Regions from separate parts of the Sus scrofa genome. Here all the other regions are linked to region 3. Evidence: chromatin contacts called from public Hi-C and HiChIP or PLAC-seq data. All regions are on one chromosome and are shown on one strand. Each heading gives the region's core, a stretch centred on a gene start, on an enhancer-like site or on the middle of the called end of the contact. The rest is flanking DNA. Distances are from core to core; before and after follow the strand shown. Region 1 holds the start of WDYHV1 (protein N-terminal glutamine amidohydrolase). Region 2 holds the start of FAM83A (protein FAM83A). Region 3 holds the start of ZHX1 (zinc fingers and homeoboxes protein 1).

Evidence for each region. Hi-C and Micro-C count contacts between places; a contact is called where the count stands out from the background. HiChIP or PLAC-seq counts read pairs in DNA pulled down with a chosen protein or histone mark.
Region 1: a Hi-C map of liver shows a contact between it and region 3, with 4 times the contacts expected there. The contact joins the promoter of WDYHV1 here to the promoter of ZHX1 in region 3. A contact is called at or near these places in 1 of 5 promoter capture datasets (liver), 10 of 47 Hi-C or Micro-C datasets (heart right ventricle, liver, psoas muscle and 3 more) and 2 of 2 datasets of contacts at active chromatin or transcription factors (alveolar macrophages and skeletal muscle).
Region 2: an H3K27ac HiChIP or PLAC-seq map of skeletal muscle shows a contact between it and region 3. The contact joins the promoter of FAM83A here to the promoter of ZHX1 in region 3. A contact is called at or near these places in 2 of 47 Hi-C or Micro-C datasets (skeletal muscle and subcutaneous adipose tissue) and 1 of 2 datasets of contacts at active chromatin or transcription factors (skeletal muscle).

Annotation. Positions count from the first base shown.
Region 1 is chr4:15,997,288-16,000,266 of Sscrofa11.1, forward strand. It overlaps WDYHV1 (protein N-terminal glutamine amidohydrolase), which reads right to left and starts at 1,649. Exons shown (of 6, transcript XM_001928505.4): 1 at 1,189-1,649. The coding sequence starts at 1,277.
Region 2 is chr4:16,184,576-16,187,480 of Sscrofa11.1, forward strand. FAM83A (protein FAM83A) reads right to left here and starts at 1,440. Exons shown (of 4, transcript XM_001928753.4): 1 at 1-1,440. The coding sequence starts at 202. All of the region lies in intron 3 of LOC110260226 (a long non-coding RNA gene), which reads left to right.
Region 3 is chr4:16,099,316-16,102,250 of Sscrofa11.1, forward strand. It overlaps ZHX1 (zinc fingers and homeoboxes protein 1), which reads left to right and starts at 1,465. Exons shown (of 4, transcript XM_013996503.2): 1 at 1,465-1,876.

The DNA.
Region 1 (2,979 bases), core at 399-2,898, 100 kb before region 3:
AAGGCAGCTTTAGAGGGCCCTAAGGTTTCTTGTGCAGGGAATGGAAATTGGGGTTAGAAGTCATTAATCAAGTAAGGGAAAGGGAATGAAAAGAATCACGATAAGAGTAGTGATTCAGCCACAGTAGTGGCCCAGGATAGGGGGTACAGTGTGTGTATTCCAGAAACAAACTCTGCATTTAACTCGCCATTCCTTCGCTCCCAAGCAGTGTGGCCTTAGGCAAATGACTTGCACACCTCTGTGCTTCAACGTGCTCACCTTTAAAACGGAGATAAAAGGAGTTCCGGTCGTGGCTCAGTGGTTAAGGAATCCAACTAGGAATGAGGTTCTATTCCTGGCCTTGCTCAGTGGGTTGAGGATCAGGCGTTGCCGTGAGCTGTGGTGTAGGTTGCAGACGCAGCTCGGATCCCGCCTTGCTGCGGCTGTGGCATAGGCCGGTGGCTACAGCTCTGATTAGACCCCTAACCTGGGAACCTCCACATGCCGGTGGGAGCAGCCCAAGAAATGGCAAAAAAAAAAAATAATAATAATAATAAAATAAAATGGGGATAAGAGTACCTACCTCCTAGTGTAATTGTGGGTTTCAAACGAATTCATTTACGCAACCGCCTCAGAACAATGACTAGCACATGTGAAGTGTTATGTATAAATTTAACCGTTATTACAATGAGTACTAGGTGGTTAAGATTTTGGTATCTGGTATAACAGGGCCTGAAATGGATTCCTGGCTGCTATTAGCTGGGTGACCTTGGGAATGTTACTGCAAAAACTTTGCACCCCCATTCTCTTCCAAAATTAAAATGACCTTCATTATCAGCAGAATAATATTCAAAGACCCTCTGCACTCCGCCTCCATCTCCACCTCCCCTTCTTGGACCCCCCAAACGCTGAGGTCCGCTGAGAAAAATCCAAGCGAAAAACGCCAGGCTGAAGCAGTGCACTTACCGACCCTGCCATTCCTGGCGAATTCCGCCCCCCCCCCCCCACGCACACACCACACCCTCCCGCAACCCAAATACCCAAGCTCAACTCAAGGGACAAGGGCTGCCATTCCCTCTCTCTCCTCCCCTCAAACCAGAAAACCCGCCAGTCCCGGCCCAGAGGGGCCGGGAAGAGGCGGGGCCCAGCTGCAACGCCAGGCCGGGTGGGCAGGGGAGATGCCGGGGGCTGGCCCCTGCGCCGCCTCACCAGTAGCAGCTGTTGTAGACGCAGGCGTCCCGCGGGGGGCTGGCCGGCTGGTAGTGGGCTGCTGCGGCGACGGGGACATCCCCCTCCATGGCGGGCCTGGGCACGGGCCTAAGGCCGACGGACGAGACAAGCCCCGGCGGCGGGCTTCGGGGGAGGGCCCGATGCTCAACAAGCAGCGCGGGTTCTCGTGGCGGAGTGGGCGGAGCCTGAGATCGACCGCCCGTGGTGTTCCCGGGTGGTGGGGCCTAGGGCACGGTAGGCGGAGCCTGGGCCAGCGTGTGGCGCAGGATTCCAACGCACCCAGCTTGAGATGCGCGTTCTGGATTGCGGGGGGGTGGAGCCAAGGTAGGGGGGGTTTAGTGGGAGGACGCGGGCAGCTCTGCTTTGGTGGAGCAAGTTCTGGTGGGCGGATTCTGGGCGGGGAGAGGCGCAAGGACTTGGCGTGAGAAGGCCCGGTCGAGGTGGGCGGAGCTCGAGGCGCGCGGCGCTTTCTGCCAAGAGGGTGGAGCCAAGAATGGATCCGGGGTGGTGCGAGCAGCGTGAGTTCACAGTGGGCGGAGCCCGGGGCGAGGAAGACCGCGTGGTTCCTGGTGGGCGGAGTCCGCTAGGTGGGTGGGGCCAGAAGTTGGGCGGTGCGGCACGTGGTCCTGGCAGGGGGCGGGGCCAGGCACGAGGGAGGGTTTGTTAACTGGGCGTGCCAGTCCCGGCCGGGAGAGGAGAGGTCTCTGGCACGTGGCTTGAGGGAGGAGTCCTGGGAGGGCTTGGATTCGGTAATCGGTGCTCTGTGATTTTCTCGGCGGAGCGTGAGACAGACTCCAACCCATCGCCAGCTGTGGAAGTTGAGACTCGGAAGACTCCACGTATGCAAGTGAAATTAGAGGACCTTGCATGTGAAAAACAAAGATTTAGCACTTTGAGCCTGGAGTTGGAGAGAACCCGGGGTAGGGGGAAAGAGGTTGGTAGAAGGAGGTTAATTCCAAATATGACCGCATGGAGGATGGTGTTCGGGATAATACTCCCAACTCTCAGCATATTGTAACTTTTTTAATTAGGTGAAATTATGTATTGGCTAAGAAATGTATATTTATTTTTTCACATATTAAGTAAGAAAAAAATTTGAGACCCTTCATGATATTCTTTTGGTATTAATCATATATATTTGTTTATTTGCTGGCAGTCTGGAAGGAAAGACACCGAACTGTTAAAAAGTGATTATCTCTGGTGAATGAATGGTAGGATTTTCACTTTAGATTTATATCTTTCTGAATGTTTATATTTGCAAGGGACATAAATGGCTGATCAAGATATTTATTACCCGTTATAAAATCTGAAATTGTTAGGTTGGTTTATAGGCCATACATAGATTCTCCCAGTCTTACCAATTCAAAAGTCCTAAAGATTTTGAAAATAAGTCATTGTGTCAGTTATCATTGTATCGCCTCTCAGATCCAAATACACACTTTAGCATTGGCCCCATGATAAATAACGGAATTATTTTAAGCACTTCTCCTTCAAAGTGGGCACAACATGAAATCTTCTCAGTTACCTACACTGAAGGAAAATGCTTTCTGCAGTTCCTGAGAGCAGACCAGAAATGTGGACTAGAAGTAGGAGGGTGGTCATGAGAATAATACCCAGTAGGATCTGCCCAGCCACAGACCCAAACTCGGTCCTTCTATCACCTTGAAGTTTTAGCCTGGCAATAACTTTCACGCAGCCCTCTTGGCAGAGAAACCAGACTCCTGTGCAGCTTGCAGGCAACCACCTGCCCCTTGTCCTCCAGGAAGCCTT
Region 2 (2,905 bases), core at 190-2,689, 85 kb after region 3:
CCTCCACCGAGGACAAGAAGTCCACCTCACCTTCCTGGCTGAGCACCTGCCAGTAGGCCTCAGGACCCCCATCCAAAAGGGCATCTGTGGCCAGCCGGGCACTCTCATTGTCGCTAAAGTCAGCTCTGGCCGGCCGGACCCACTGGCTCTTGACATCCTCCAGGCGTTTCTGGATCTTGCCCACGTGCCTTGCCCGGCTCATGCTGCCTCTCCCTGAGTTGCGGGGAAGTGGCCGTCACCTGAGCTCTTCCTGATGTCAAGGGCAAGCAGGCCACGCCACCCAGGAGGAACAGGACTCCCGGCACTTCTAGAAAGCACCCGCTCCCAGCACTGGTGTGTGGCCAGCATTCAAGAGGACCAGCTCCAAGGAAGTGATTTACCGCTGTCCTGAGCAGTGCTTCATAGGATCACCATCCACAGCCAGGGGTTGGCTTATCTTGGGGGACACCCACCCTGCCCGCGGGCCAGGAGGGCTGGCTCAGTCACGCCTGAGCACACTCAGCCTGGGAGACTTCCTCTCCTCCCAGCTCACCTGGGCGGCTTTCCAGCTTGTTGTGCAATTCTCCCAGGACCCTGGGGCCTATTTACAAAGCAGCCTGGCTCTCCCAGCACCATCACCCCCATGCCTTGGGTCCCCTCCAGGGCTCCTCGGTTGGGATGCTGATTGGTTCAAAGACAAGTATGTCCCTTTCGGGGCCCCTGAGATCTGCCTTCATCCTGTCTCCTTTGACAAGGGAAGCTGGATGGCCGCCAGGCAGAACTGTTCACCAGGCACTCCTCCTTTCTCTTGGTAACTCCCCAAGCTCCCGGCCTTCCCCATTCTCTGGAAAGGTCCTCTCTCCCATCTCTCTCTCCTGTTGTGTTTGCCACAATTGCACTGGAACAGAGCCCCCAGAGAGGTTCCATTTCTGGGGCTGTGCTCACCCGCTGGAAGCAGCTGCTTGAATATGGTCTTGAGAAGAATCTGCGGTTGTGCCAGGGGCCCTGGACCGATGAGATGGGTCTGTCTTGGTGTTGGAGGGGCAGGTGGCCACAGGCATGTTTGAGGCAGATGAACCTCGAATGGAGAAGCCGTGTTTTCTTTCCAGACCAGGGCATGGTCAATGCTGTGTCCATGGAATGCATGGTCTAGAGTCCCAGCTGCCTTTGGGTTCTTCCAGAAGCAAACTCTGAGACGGGGATTTGCGTACGAGTAGCTAACTGGGAAGTGATCCCAAGAAGCACTTACAGGGGAGCAGAGACGTGAAGGAGGAAGGGCAGGGTGCCGCTGCAGGGCCTGGTAAGGAGCAGGTCACTGTCGTTGCACGTTCACATCTGGCTTTGTGAATATCTGAGGTTCGGTCCTGCCCAGGACCTCTAGGAGGTGGTATAGAACACACATCTCAAATTTTCCAATCCAAAGGGTGAGAAAGCTTTGGAATTTATCTACTAGCCTCTATTTTCTTTTTCTTCCTTTTTTTTTTTTTTTTTTTTTTTTGGCTGCGCCTGAGGTGTGTGGGATTTCCTGGGGCAGGGATCAAAACTTCGCCACGGTAGTGGCCCAAGCCACTGCAGTGACAACACTGGATCCTTAACCCGTCTACCAGAATCTATTGATGGTTGGTTGAGGGCTGCTCTGGGGGCCACACTAGCTCCCCAGCCCTGACGGCCTGCCCTGTGGGCTCACCAAGCACAGCCCTGGAGCCCAAGAAAGGCTTCAGGCAGAGCATCGCAGCTACACGTACTGTGTGTGAGACTGTTGGAGGGGTGAGGGCTACTGAGATACGAGCAGGGGCCTGAAAATAAGCCAGGAAAGTAGGATGGCAGGTCTTCAAACATCTGGTACATGGTAGAGGCAGATGTCTCTCTGTGCCGTATCTTCTTTTGGGAGGAAAATGCTAGAAGCATCTGTAGCGCCATGGAAGCTGTGGCCCCAGAGGCTCAGTCTGGGAGTAGAACAGTGTTTTTAAAATCATGGTCTGGGGAGTTCCTGATGTGGCTCAGTGGAAACGAATCTGACTAGCATCCATGAGGACGCAGGTTTGACCCCTGGCCTCTCTCAGTGGGTTAAGGATCCGGTGTTGCCGTGAGCTGTGGTGTAGGTCACAGACGCAGCTCGGATCTGGTGTTGCTGTGGCTGTGGTGTAGGCTAGTGGCTACAGCTCCGATTCGACCCCTAGCCTGGGAACCTCCATATGCTGTGAGTGCGGTCCTAAAAAGACAAAAAAATAAAAATAAAAAAAAAAGGCACAGTCCTGGGAGTTTCTGTTGTGGCTCAGCGGGTTATGAACACAACTGGTATCTGTGAGGATGCAGGTTCAATTCCTGACCTCACTCAGTGGGTTAAGGATCTGGCATTGACTGTGGCTGTGGTGTAGGTCTCAGCTACAGTTTCGATTCAGTCCCTAGCCTGGGAACCTCCATATGCCACGGGTGTGACCCTAAAAAAAAAAAAAAAAAACACTATCTGGCCCTAAATGTCAATAGTGCCCAGGCCTAGTGGGTGGCTGGCCCTCACCCATATGGGAGGTCCAGTCCCCTGCCTTTGTTCAGCCCGTCCGCCCGGCTACGTCCTTGCTTCCACCATCACAATTTAGTCACATCCTCCTCAGCATTCCAGGTCTCTCCTCCTGCCCATCTGCGGGAGGGATGCTTTCCTAACAATTCCCAACAGCTGGAATTGCTCCTCCTCTGAGCCTGCACAGTGCTTCTAGAACGTGCCTCCGTCAGCCTTGTACTAGCGAGGGCGGCACTGTCTCATCGCCCCACTGCCTTTAATTCCTTGAGTGATGCAATGGCCAAAAGCTCCCTTTGGCATCAGGCACAACTGGGTTCAGACTGTGCCTATGATAACAGGTGACCTTGGGTAGGCACCTTAGAGGACCTCCCCGAACTTCACGTTTCTGTCCATATAATCACAGCTCCC
Region 3 (2,935 bases), core at 215-2,714:
TTTCATGCTCATGTTTTTTTGCTTGGTTACTAGACTGTAATCTCCTTGAAGACAGAAATATTGCCTGACTCAGCTTTGAATCTTCCACAGTACCTGGAATTCACTTATGCTCAAAAACCTAGTCGTTAAAGGCATGAACAAAAAAAGTGAATTTCTGTATCAGAAGCTTTTCCTTTCCTCAGAGATAAATCTTAGGCAGTTTTCAGTGGGCACAGTACTGCCCCCTAGGGGGCGTGCTGAAATTTTGTTGGGGCTGTTTTGGACTGTAATTATATTGGTGCCAGAGTTTTTCCATAGTGGAAAATGTATTTTATTAGTATTTTTGATATTAGTTTAATATTTTAGAATAAGTTACTTTCACTTATTTCACCTTTATGTTATCAGAACATTACAGTAGTTTCTTGTAGATAGTTTACATTATCAATGAATTTAATTCCAGGAGAGTTAAAGTGGTGTTAAAGTTTTGTTGTATACACAGAGTGTTGAGCATGGCAGGACTGAGCACCTATGTTTGCAAGATTAAGCTTTGCTTGCTTCTGCTTCCACAAGTTCTAGTATTCTAAGATAAAACAAACAAATAAAAGAAGCCGATGTGCACTGATTTCAACCATCAGGCTTTCACTTTAAGCAACTGCATGTTTTAGGATTAATGTGGCTCAGTGGAGCGCTGCTGTTAAAGCGCAGAGGGTCCATGCCCGGGGTGGGGGCGGGGAACGAACATCAAGGCGCCGGAAAGTTCCCACAGGTCCTGGCCGGAGATTCTGTGAAGAGTAGCCTGGAAGGTGATTTGTTTCCCTTTGCTTTGGTCTGTACTTTTTTCCTTGTAAAAAATGATGTGGGGAGGGGAGAAGGGACGAAGAGAAATGGGGAGGGTAGTTTTTCCCAAAGCCTGGGTCCTTAGCCGGCCTCCTTTGCAGGGCTGGTTCGCATTGAAGCTGTTCAGTATTTGACGACCACGGCTTGAAAAGAAAGCCCCCCACAAGAGTGACTCGTGAGGGGGAGAGGGAGGGCTTTCGGGGAGCAAAGGGTGGCTCCGTCTTGCCCCGCGGTTCAAAGTGAGGTTGGATCGAACTTTTGGTATCAGCGGGTGGAGGGACGGCTTTTGATGTTGGAGTTGGAGGCAAGAGGTGGCAGGGCAGCAGCTGACAGGGGGTGGAGCTTCGGGCTAGAATCCCGAAGGGTTTCAGAAAGACCCGACTTCTATTGACAGTAGGAGGGGCTCCCGACGAAAGGGGCGGGCTTGGACAGTACTGCCACCAAATGGGACTTATGACAAGGGGCGTTTCTCAGGATCCAGCGGTGACTTTAGGAAGAAGGAGCGCCCGGGGGCGGGGCCACAACTGACAGAAGGCGGGGCTGCCTTCTGGATTGACCTGAGTGAAGAAAAGGCTTCTACCGATAGCGGGCGGAGCTAACACCAGCAAGGGGCGTGGCCGCTTCGAGACTTGGAAAAGGCGGGGCTTCTGTTGACAGAGGGGCGGGGCGGCCCCCTACCTCTCGCCCTGCGCCAATCCGGGGGTGGAGGCCAGGGTCGAACCCCAGGGGAGAAGCAGGGTCTGCGAGTGGAAAGCGTGGCGCAGAGCGGGGTGGGGGCGCGCGGAGGGCGCGCGCGCGCGGGAGGGCCCCGCCTCGGCCGGCTCTTCCCCTCCCCCGCTCTCGCCCCGGGTCGGCCGCTGGGGCGCGCGCCTGGCCTAGCACCCCCACCCCAGACTTTACGTTCCACCGAGTCTGCGGATCTGCTGAAGCCGTGAGCCGGACCGCCGAGCGGTTCCGGGTGTAGGGTTCACAGGTCAGAGTTGACTCCTTGAAAAGTGCAGCCGGTTTGAAATGCAAGATGGCGGCGGCGGGGCGCTGAGAGGCGCGGCGGCCCCTGCAGGTAGCGGTGCGAGCGGGCTTCGCGACGAGCGGCCCCGGGCATCCGGGGCTGCGGGTAGGAACCCGCGGCGCAGAGCCCGCGGCCAGTGCGGCGGGCCGGGAAGGCGCGCGGCGCGCGGGCTGGTTGGACGAGGGCGGCCCGAGGGCAGAGACCCCGGGGGGCTGAGCGCGCTCCGCGCCGCGAGTGGCCAGGCTGACCGGCTCGGGGCTTCCGAGGGGGAGGGACCTGGCCTGCCTGGGCCGGATCGCCGACGGGGGACAGACCCTGAGCCTCTTTTGCGTTCTCGGGTCTCTGCGGCCGCGGAAGGGGCTGAGGGTGGGCTTGTACGGGGAAATCTCAGCACCCCTCTCCTCCCCCGCGGCTACGAGAGGACCGAGCAACTTGAGATTATTGAAGGGAGTGAGGACCGGGTCTCCCTTAGAAGGGGGGGGGCGGGGGCCGCAGGGACGGAGCGCACCAGCAATGTCGAGGGTCCCTGGGGAGGAGATCGGGAGCCGGGCCCTGCCCTGCGGGGGCGTGTGGCCTCGTGGGGACTCGGTCTCCCTGAGAGTCTGGGGAGTCATCTCTTGCTGGAGCTGAGCGCACTGGCATTGCGGTTGGAGCTCGGAGAAACCCGTCTGGGAAAGGCTGTACCTCCACTTCAGGAGAGGCTGGGCACCCATTTCGGGGCGAGTCTCAGAGTTGAGACCTTAAGAACTATATAAGGTTTTGAAGAAGCCCTGGAACTTTGGGAGAAGTTGATTCAAGAAAATGTAAATATTATCTGTCCCTTTAAGGAGGAAGATGAGGAGGCTGACTGGGGACCGCTCCAAGCCTTAGGGCCTAAAGGGAACGGTTTCCAGATCTTTCCGAGGAGTGAAGGGCTAGGAGGGAGCTGTGAGAGGAAGGGGGTCTCATGGTAGGAAAGAAGAGCCCTGGCTGATGCCCTTTCCGTGTGTGTGTTTACTCCAAAGTTCTAGGGAAAGGGACTTGAAATTCTTTGTTTCAATTCGACATCCCAGCTCTCCCCTCCGTGGGTAACAGCAAAGAAAATGCAAAACCCGGGAGAAAAAAAAGGTT